Regions from separate parts of the Lactuca sativa genome. Here region 2 is linked to region 1. A link is a contact called in public Hi-C data. All regions are on one chromosome and are shown on one strand. Each heading gives the region's core, a stretch centred on a gene start, on an enhancer-like site or on the middle of the called end of the contact. The rest is flanking DNA. Distances are from core to core; before and after follow the strand shown.

Evidence for each region. Hi-C and Micro-C count contacts between places; a contact is called where the count stands out from the background.
Region 2: a contact with region 1 is called in a Hi-C map of leaf, with 8 times the contacts expected there. The contact joins the promoter of LOC111887398 here to the promoter of LOC111887394 in region 1. A contact is called at or near these places in 2 of 4 Hi-C or Micro-C datasets (leaf and seed).

Annotation. Positions count from the first base shown.
Region 1 is chr8:90,238,309-90,242,551 of Lsat_Salinas_v11, forward strand. LOC111887394 (beta-glucuronosyltransferase GlcAT14B) reads left to right here and starts at 2,968. Exons shown (of 5, transcript XM_023883563.3): 1 at 2,968-3,863; 2 at 4,195-4,243. The coding sequence starts at 3,293.
Region 2 is chr8:90,398,906-90,403,437 of Lsat_Salinas_v11, forward strand. LOC111887398 reads right to left here and starts at 3,183. Exons shown (of 4, transcript XM_023883568.3): 1 at 2,848-3,183; 2 at 2,492-2,585; 3 at 1,649-2,402; 4 at 997-1,525. The coding sequence starts at 2,257. The coding sequence ends at 1,169. LOC122195319 (a long non-coding RNA gene) reads left to right here and starts at 2,402. Exons shown (of 2, transcript XR_006185609.2): 1 at 2,402-2,608; 2 at 2,824-3,070.

The DNA.
Region 1 (4,243 bases), core at 1,718-4,217:
CACGTATTTCGTATAAAATACTTCATAATTATGTGTTAGAAGAAAGTGACTACACACTCACTTGATCAGAAGATGATCTGACAGCACTACGGCTTGTAGAAGTAGTATTCTTCGGTAGATCTGGAAGATCTTCACAAAAACCGGGTTCCTCGCGGGCAAAGCTTCGGCTCAGAAATTTTACTTCTCGGGATCTTCGGGGCTTCGGGACTTGCTTTGGGTCTCGGGAATGATACAGGGGCTTCGGGATAATTCTTACATGAAAAACGAGGTAAAACGGGAGAGAGAGAAGAGAAAAGGAGCAAAAAGGCCGGCTGCCCTCACATCCTTTATATAGGGGCAGAAGCCTTGCATTACGTTGGACATAATGCTCAGTACGTGGGGCGTACGCTTCGGATCGTCACTGCTTACGTACTTCGGAGCACTCGAGTACGAGGCGGGTCATGCTTCGCTGTATGCTGGGCGTAGTTCGGATAGGATCAGTGACTCCTTTGGATATTATCCGAAATTCTTAATTAAATATATATTTTAATTATTTATTAAAATTTCAGAAATTCATATATTCCTCATACGAACTCCATTTCCGACGTTCTTTATATCCACGCATAGGTGAGACTACGCTCTACAACTTTCATTTAGACTCCGTCGGCTAATTTTGACTTTATTTTTATTATTTAATTTTAGTAGATTGGGACAGGAAAACTCCATTATAAATTCATAACTTCTTCATCTGACGTCCGTTTTCGCCTGTATTTTTCTCGTTTCACTACTATTAATGAGATCTTCGATTCTCGTTTAGATTATTTCAGCTAAAAACCTATCGGTCTCAAATCGAGTATTCGGACTGCATACTGCTAAGTCGAAACTTCGGAAAATCATAATTTCCTCATACGAAGTCAGATTTGGGCGTTCTTTTTATGCACACTCTCGGTTTAACGAACTCTACGCCTTTCGTTTATATCACTAAGGCTAAATATCGCTCTAACGTAAATTTCACTTTTTACGTCGTTCAGCGATGCCGGTTCTGTTGCGTAACTTCGACGAGTCATAACTTCTTCGTTATAACTCGGATTTTGGCATTATTTATATCTCCGGAATCCTTGTTTCAACCACTACATATTTATGCAAAGATATCAGGCTTATCTCACACTTTAATTTTGACGCTCATTTTATTCTTAATTCATTAAATTATAATAATTAAGAAAATAAACACATAATTCACATAATACTCACATATTTCATCATTAATACTTCAAAAAGAGTTACAAGGGTTAACCTAGACTATTACATCAACGATAATGTCTAGCCTGGAAACGCGGGCGTTACAGTGGTGGTGTGTGGTGTTCTATCATCAGACTTGATAATGGAAAAGAAGAAAAAACAGGAGCGTGATCTATTGTTTGCTGGTGTTCTAGTCTCCTTGGAGTTTTGGTCTTGCCGGAGGGAAGAGATTTTTCGACGGAGATGGTGGCGTATGGTGGTTCACCAGAGAGGTGAGAATTTGGAATTGATTTCCATGGTAGTGTTAGGGTTAGAAGTGTTGATGATAGGGATGTTAAGTGTAAGGATATAATTAGGTTGGACCCATTTAATTAATTAATTAATAATATAAATAGAAAAGGGTGTTATAGTCTATTTATGTGTAATAGGGATGAAAGACGTAATAAAACCAAAACCTAGGGACGGTCCGAATGCAAAAAAAAAATAGGGACTAAACTAGTAATTTTTACCAAACCATAGGGACGATTTCAGTAATACGTTCAAACAAGAATTTAAACTTAAAAGGTTAAATTTTAATTTGTCAAAATCATTCTTTCCCTTAGGCTGGAGGGTGTGAGGGTGCGGTTTAGTTGCGGTTTCAGTTGATGTGACACTGAAACACCGCCCCCTCCATGCGGTTTTGGAAGTGCGGTTAGGGAGTGCGGTAATGGGAGGGAGCACTCCCTTCCTTTCTCTCTTCCTCTATCTCTCTCTATCTCTCTCTTCTTTCTCTCTCTTCTTTCCACCCCTTTGGTGTTTTAGAAAACTGCGGTAATGGGAGGGAGTGCGACACCACTCCCTCCAGCCTTATAAGAACTCAAAGTGTGATCCCTTTTTGAAAGGAGTCTGGCAAAATGTTTCTCGTCTTGGAGAGGGAATCTCCATTCGATGCTTCCTCTTATATCCCCCTTTACCACGGCTTGCTCCGTAATTATGATCTATACTAAAAAAATACCCGATTAGGCCCTAACTAGGACGCCTTCCCCTCGGAGGACTAAGAGATATCAAAAATATATACTTTTATCAATAAGTTGCAAACACATGCAATATAGTGTATAAAGAGGCAATCTCACTAATAATTCACACTGATAATTTGATAAAATATCATATTTTCCAGTATTCCATCAAATATATCGATTAAAAGAGAAATCAATCACTGATCTTTCCCGGTTTATACTGCGGCTTTTGATTCAATTCCCTTAGTATTTTTCCAATTTTGGTTTTGGGATATACTGTTACCTTTGATTTACGATTTCAACGAATGAAGTTTTTTCATATTTATTTTAGTTATACTACATGAATCTCATTATGGGTAAAATCAAACCTTATTTTCCCTTTGATTTGTATTTGGATTTAGACTTGAGGGCACCCTTTGGTATAAAGATATGATCATAATATATTACCTTGTTTAATTTTTATGTTAATTAGATCGTACGTCACTACCTCTAAGATGTATTTAGATTAATATGTCGACTCTCTTCATATCTCTTACTTACGTACCAAACAAAGTGACTTCCAAATCTTGAACTTCAATTTAAAAACGGATACATTATATTAACTTGTAACTATCACTACTCTACATCAAGAATGAAAATTTGTTATTACAAACATATAAGTATATTCGTGCATATCTTAATATAATATTATTAAATCATATTAAAAAGTCAAAAGATAACCTTTTTAATATAATTATTGATGCGAAATTGAAGCAGAAGTTGACGCCCACACAGACCACTTTCTCTCCCCACATACTTCACTAATCACTATTCACTGCTGTGCCTGTGCGAAGACCACAATGTGTCCGTTTTCTTGCAATAATCAAACTTCACGAGCACTATCTCCCTAGATTCCTTTCTCTTGCTGGATCGAAGAATAATCATCACCCTCGCATTTAATTACATCACCTTTTTCGCATTCTCCACTTTCCCAAATCTCCTAATCGATTAAAGACGATATCAGGATCAAACTTCGAGAAAAAAAACCCCCAAAACCATTGTCTCCGAATGCCCAAATTTTATCCTAACTGTAACTCCTGATGTTTTCATCAATGGAGAACGCCGTTAAACCCTTGAGAAAGAAAACATGGTTTCTCCCTTTGATCTTGTCTCTCCTCACTTCATCAATCCTCGTAATTTTCTCCCTGTTCTTCACTTCAACTTCGAATCCTTTTCATCAAACCCCTTTAAAGTCCAAAACCCAACAAAACCCAGTTTTTGTTGAATCAAAACTGTACATCTCACCCACGAAACCGGTTTCATCCATACCGAAACTTGCGTATTTGATCTCGGGTTCGAGTGGTGATGTTGAGTCGTTGAAAAGGACGCTCAAGGCATTGTATCATCCATTGAATCAGTACGTTGTGCATTTGGACCTTGAATCTCCCGCTGAAGAACGATTGGAGCTGGTTGATTTTGTGAACAACGAGGCTGTGTTTCAAGAAGTGGGTAATGTCAGGGTGGTGTCTAGGTCTAATTTGGTAACTTATAGAGGACCTACTATGGTTACGAATACGCTTCATGCTGCTGCGATTTTGTTGAAGGAAGGTGGTGATTGGGATTGGTTCATCAATTTGAGTGCCTCTGATTACCCTTTAGTCACCCAAGATGGTACGTGATCCTCAATTTAACTATCTTTGTCCATTCAGGACTTTCGTCGAACAATTGTCCCGCATGGTATTTTTTTTTTGGCAAAATCTGTACTATTTCCTAACTTCGTCTTGAAAAATGTCAATAAAATCGATACTTAAAATGGGTAAGGATTATTTCCTATGTCTTTTCTGATTCGTGTTGACATGAACCGAATAAGAAAGCCCAACTTTATTGCTTCAATGATCATATAAGGAAACATCCATCGTTAAAAATGTGTAGCGATTAGTTAAAATATCCCCCTTTTGGTGCTTGTTTCTTCACTCAAGGCTCATATTGTAATTTTTGACAGATTTGCTTCACACATTTTCAACTGTGCCTAGAGACCTAAACTTTATCGA
Region 2 (4,532 bases), core at 1,933-4,432, 160 kb after region 1:
TTGAAATCTTTATAAATTTTCAATTTCCAACTTAATATAATTAACCTGTTAAATTAAAATATGTTATTAAATGTAAAATGATATCATATTATTGGTAAAATTTTAAAATGATTATTATAATATATTTATTTATTAATTTAAATATTATGTTAAATCCAAAACACAAATCAAAATACAAACTAAACTTAAAAACTATATTCAATACTATTTTTCAAAACAATTCAAAATGGTTATATATATATATATATATATATATATATATATATATATATATATATATATATATATATATATATATATATATATATATATATATATATATATATATATATATATATATATATATATATATATATCAAAAAAAAATTTATTATAATTCAACTTTTTCCAAATAAATGGTTTTTAATTAATTGCAGAAAAAATAATATATTAACTGGCAAACAATAGTTCATATATAAAATTAACCATGATGATCGGAATTAAAAAAGATAATCAGTAAATAAGTACTTTCTAAAGAAATCAATTAGTAAGTTAAATGGTAATACTAAATCGAAAAAAATTGCATGTAGAACTAAATCGAAAAAACTAAATGTAGATGCTATTGAATAATATAATTCTGTTAGTTATATGTTTTATAATATGATTTAAAATAATTACAAATTTATCTATGAGTTATTATTTTGTAGTTAATGTCTTATTAATTTCACATGCAAAAAGATTAATTATATAGTTTTATTGTGTGCAATGTACAAATATTGGTCTAGTTATTTAATATCCTCCGAGTTTGTATCCTTTTTCAAGAAAACAAGTAGAAGTGTAGAACAATTGTAACACCCAAAATATATCTTCTTTTCAGGAACTGATAACTAATCGAGTGTAATATAGGCTTATGTAGCATCTTCAATGGCTTCAAATAAATCTTTATTTTTGTAACAATATCTTAACTTTGTTTAATTTATATCGCTAATGAAGTGTCTATAAACATTTCGTGCAATCTGTAAACAATCGTATCACTTCCAAATTCAACTTCCTCTAAAATCAATTACATCACTCATCTACCTATCAATTGCTACAATTACACAAAAAACCAAATACAAACACTCTATCACCCCATAATCAATCAATCTAATCATCTTTGAAGAGCCAAAAAGATTCATAACTAATAGCTCTATTTAGTGCAATGAGCATCAGTACCTTGTTGCACACAATGAGTGTACCCAAGATCACCAAGATATTTCCTTATCTCTTTTGAACTACTATTGCTAGCTTGTAAAAGTCTTTCATCTTCTTCATAGATCAAGTATGGAGCTTCACCTTTCTTTCTTGATAGCAACTTTTTTGCACCTTTCAACACATGATACTCCCAACCCTGAACATCTATTTTCAAAAGCAACACGTGTTCATTCTCTGGTATTACTTTATCAAGAGGAATCGATCTCACTTTCATTTCAATTTCTTCATTTGATTTGAAAGCCATCTTTGCACCAGTTGCTGAAACTGCACTATTGTCAAGCCTTCCAACCAACTAACAACAAGTCCAAACAACCCAAATTATCAAAATTCCCAAATTGTGTATTTGAAAGAAAAGACGATATGAATTAATAGAATTATGATCGACATTCAACAATTACGGCGATAGTCAACATACCTTGTGAAATGTTATGTTTCCGATTTGATCGGAAGTAGCGGCTTCAAAAACGTTAACTAAATCTCCAACTCGATTGAAATAAATCCCGTTACAAATGCTCTGTAGATTTTCAAGAACGGGTTCAAATGCGAAAACCCTAAACCCCATAACTGCAGCAGCGAAGGTAGCCATGCCTACATTTGCTCCAACATCAATGAAAATCCCGGTTTTTCCTTCAGCCTTCTTCTTCTCCAATAAGTCCTGAACAGTTACAGAGATGTCGGGTCTTCTGAATAACTTTCCTTTCAAGATCCGGACGATGTTCTTGTGGGGTTTATCAGGTAATGTTCCGAAATCAGATAGAGAGTAGAGAAATGGATACTTAACGCCTTCAACTAGGTTTGCGATGACTGGATGTGATTGAGGTGATTTGTAGCAATCGAATGGTTGGATTAGTGAGTTGGGGAGATTTATTAGGGTTTTGAAATTAGGGTTTGGGTTTGATGAGGTTGTGGTGTGAGTGCAGAGGTAGAAGAAGGTGAGGAGGACGAGAGAAGTGGAGAAGAGGAGGAAGATGCTTTTTGGGGTGGCGAATTTAATGGATCGGTCTTTCTTCCAAGCATTTGCCATCGAAGTTTGGGAATTTGAATCAGGAAATTAGGGTTTTTGATTGATCGATTTCAAGAATTCAATTTACGGGAGATGGAAAGATTGGATCTTGAGAATGCGAGTGGAAAAGGATGCTCTTACATGATCTGAAGAGATGTATGCTACCCTGCATAGTACAACACTCAATGCATGAAGTACAAGTTACAATCCAATACCTATCCTTTTGACGCAATTCTTTAATTGTTTTTTCATTACCTCGTCTTCCCCAACTTAGCTTAAAAATCGTGTTCCCAAAATACCCTTCTGTTGTTTCTGTAGTGTAATTGCAATTGAAGTACTCACCCAACTCCTACATGATTCAACACCACTGAGGTTAGTAGAGGGTGTAAGGTTTAAAACCCAATATTTGTAAGCTTCACCCGATTGAGTTATAGGAAGCTAGACCACTGATATTATTTGTATATAGCAGTCGTCTTATAGAATTTAGGGGTTCCATTAACCAGTCGATTACAGTAGTTTTATTATACCAATCAAACCAAGACAAAAGTTAACTTTTCTAAGATCCAATCTCACCGAACTTTTTACAGACGATAGTGTGGATCTACACTCACCGTGTAAGAGAGGCGAATCGGCTGTGGTTGATGAAGACAGATGGTGGACCCGTCGATGATGATTTTGATGCAGAGAGAGACAGAGAGGGAAGGAAACAGAGATGCGTTGCGTTGGTGTGGTGGATGGTAGCTACGGAGATGGTGAGTAGTTGGTTGGCGTCCGCTTTAGGGTTTCAGAGAGAGGATTCCTGGAGCGAGAGTATTTGATTGAATGGGGTTTCAATTTTTGAAAAAAAAAGGTATGAATGCTGATCCGATCTTGTGTCGAATTGAGGGGGTGTTTGGGATTCAATTTTGAAAGAGGTTGTGTATGCTGATTCGTTCATGTATGACTGTTTCATTGTTCGGATAAAACCGAATTATCCAATTGGACAATTTGGATTGGATTATTTGGTTCGGATATTCGGATTTTTGAATTGGTTTTCAACAAAATCAAATTATTATTTTGGATTTCGGATTGGTTTTGTTTTATAAAATAAGAACCGAATAGTCTAAAAAAACCGAATAAACATTTATTATATATCTATTTAAAATATATATCTATAATTATTTATTAATTTTGTAATTTATTTTTTCAAATATGTTCAAAATGTTTCACCCGATAAAAATAACATTAATATGCATTTCTCTAAAAAGTTTTGTATCTATAAAATATTTAACTATAATATACCTTCTTATTAGTTGTTTATAAATTTCAAATCACAAATAAATTATTTGTTTTTGCTTCTTATGTAAAGTTGGATAATATTATAATTATATGTCGTTTTAAAATGTTTTGGTTTTTGAAAACCGAATTATAAAAACCGTTGTAATTGGATCGGATCGGATCGGATTTGAATTTAGTTTGGACAATTCGGATCCATATTTTGAAAACCGAAATCAATTTGGATGTACTTGATTGGATCGGATCAAACCGATCCATCCAAACAAACATCCCTACGTTCATGTGTTAAAAGTAAAGGGTGTTTTTTTTAACATAAATTTACAAAAAAACAGACTAACAAATTTTAGGGTTTTTTTTAAAAACAGCCCACAAAACTGCAAACAACTGAGGCAAGGTAAACATATAATATGCGGTTTCGTGTCTATAATTTTCTGATCCCTACAAAATCTCATTTTAGAACAAACGAAATCACATATTGCATATGTCATTTCTTTTACTATTTCAATGTAAATTGTAAATTTGATTACGGTTTTGTACGTAGTTACTACGATTTATGACATGTTTTACTATGTTTTTGTAATTTTTTATTCGTCTAATCGTTAGATAAAACGAACTGAATTATATTTTTGTGTGGTACGAATTCTAGTGAATATTTCGTTGTTTTGTAACGTGCGGGAAGTGAGAGATAGTTGATTTTAAAATCGCAAGAGACCATATGTAAAACACTATTTTATTAAAATTTTAGCCCTATATTGCATTTACCCGGCACGTCTTAGATAAGAAATATGAAATGATTTTCGTATTTTTCTATTTTAGCCCCCAATTGGTAACGAAGGTTGGATGATTGTAGATGGTAGTCTGGTGGGAGTCACAGTAACTTTGTCCAACAAGCGTTAGGGATATGTTCAAATTCAGAAATAAAATTAAATTATTTCGATATCAACATCCATTTTAAGTTTATTTGAAACAAAACAAACTAATGTTTAACAATGTTGCTTTTATAAGACTTATTAGCTATACT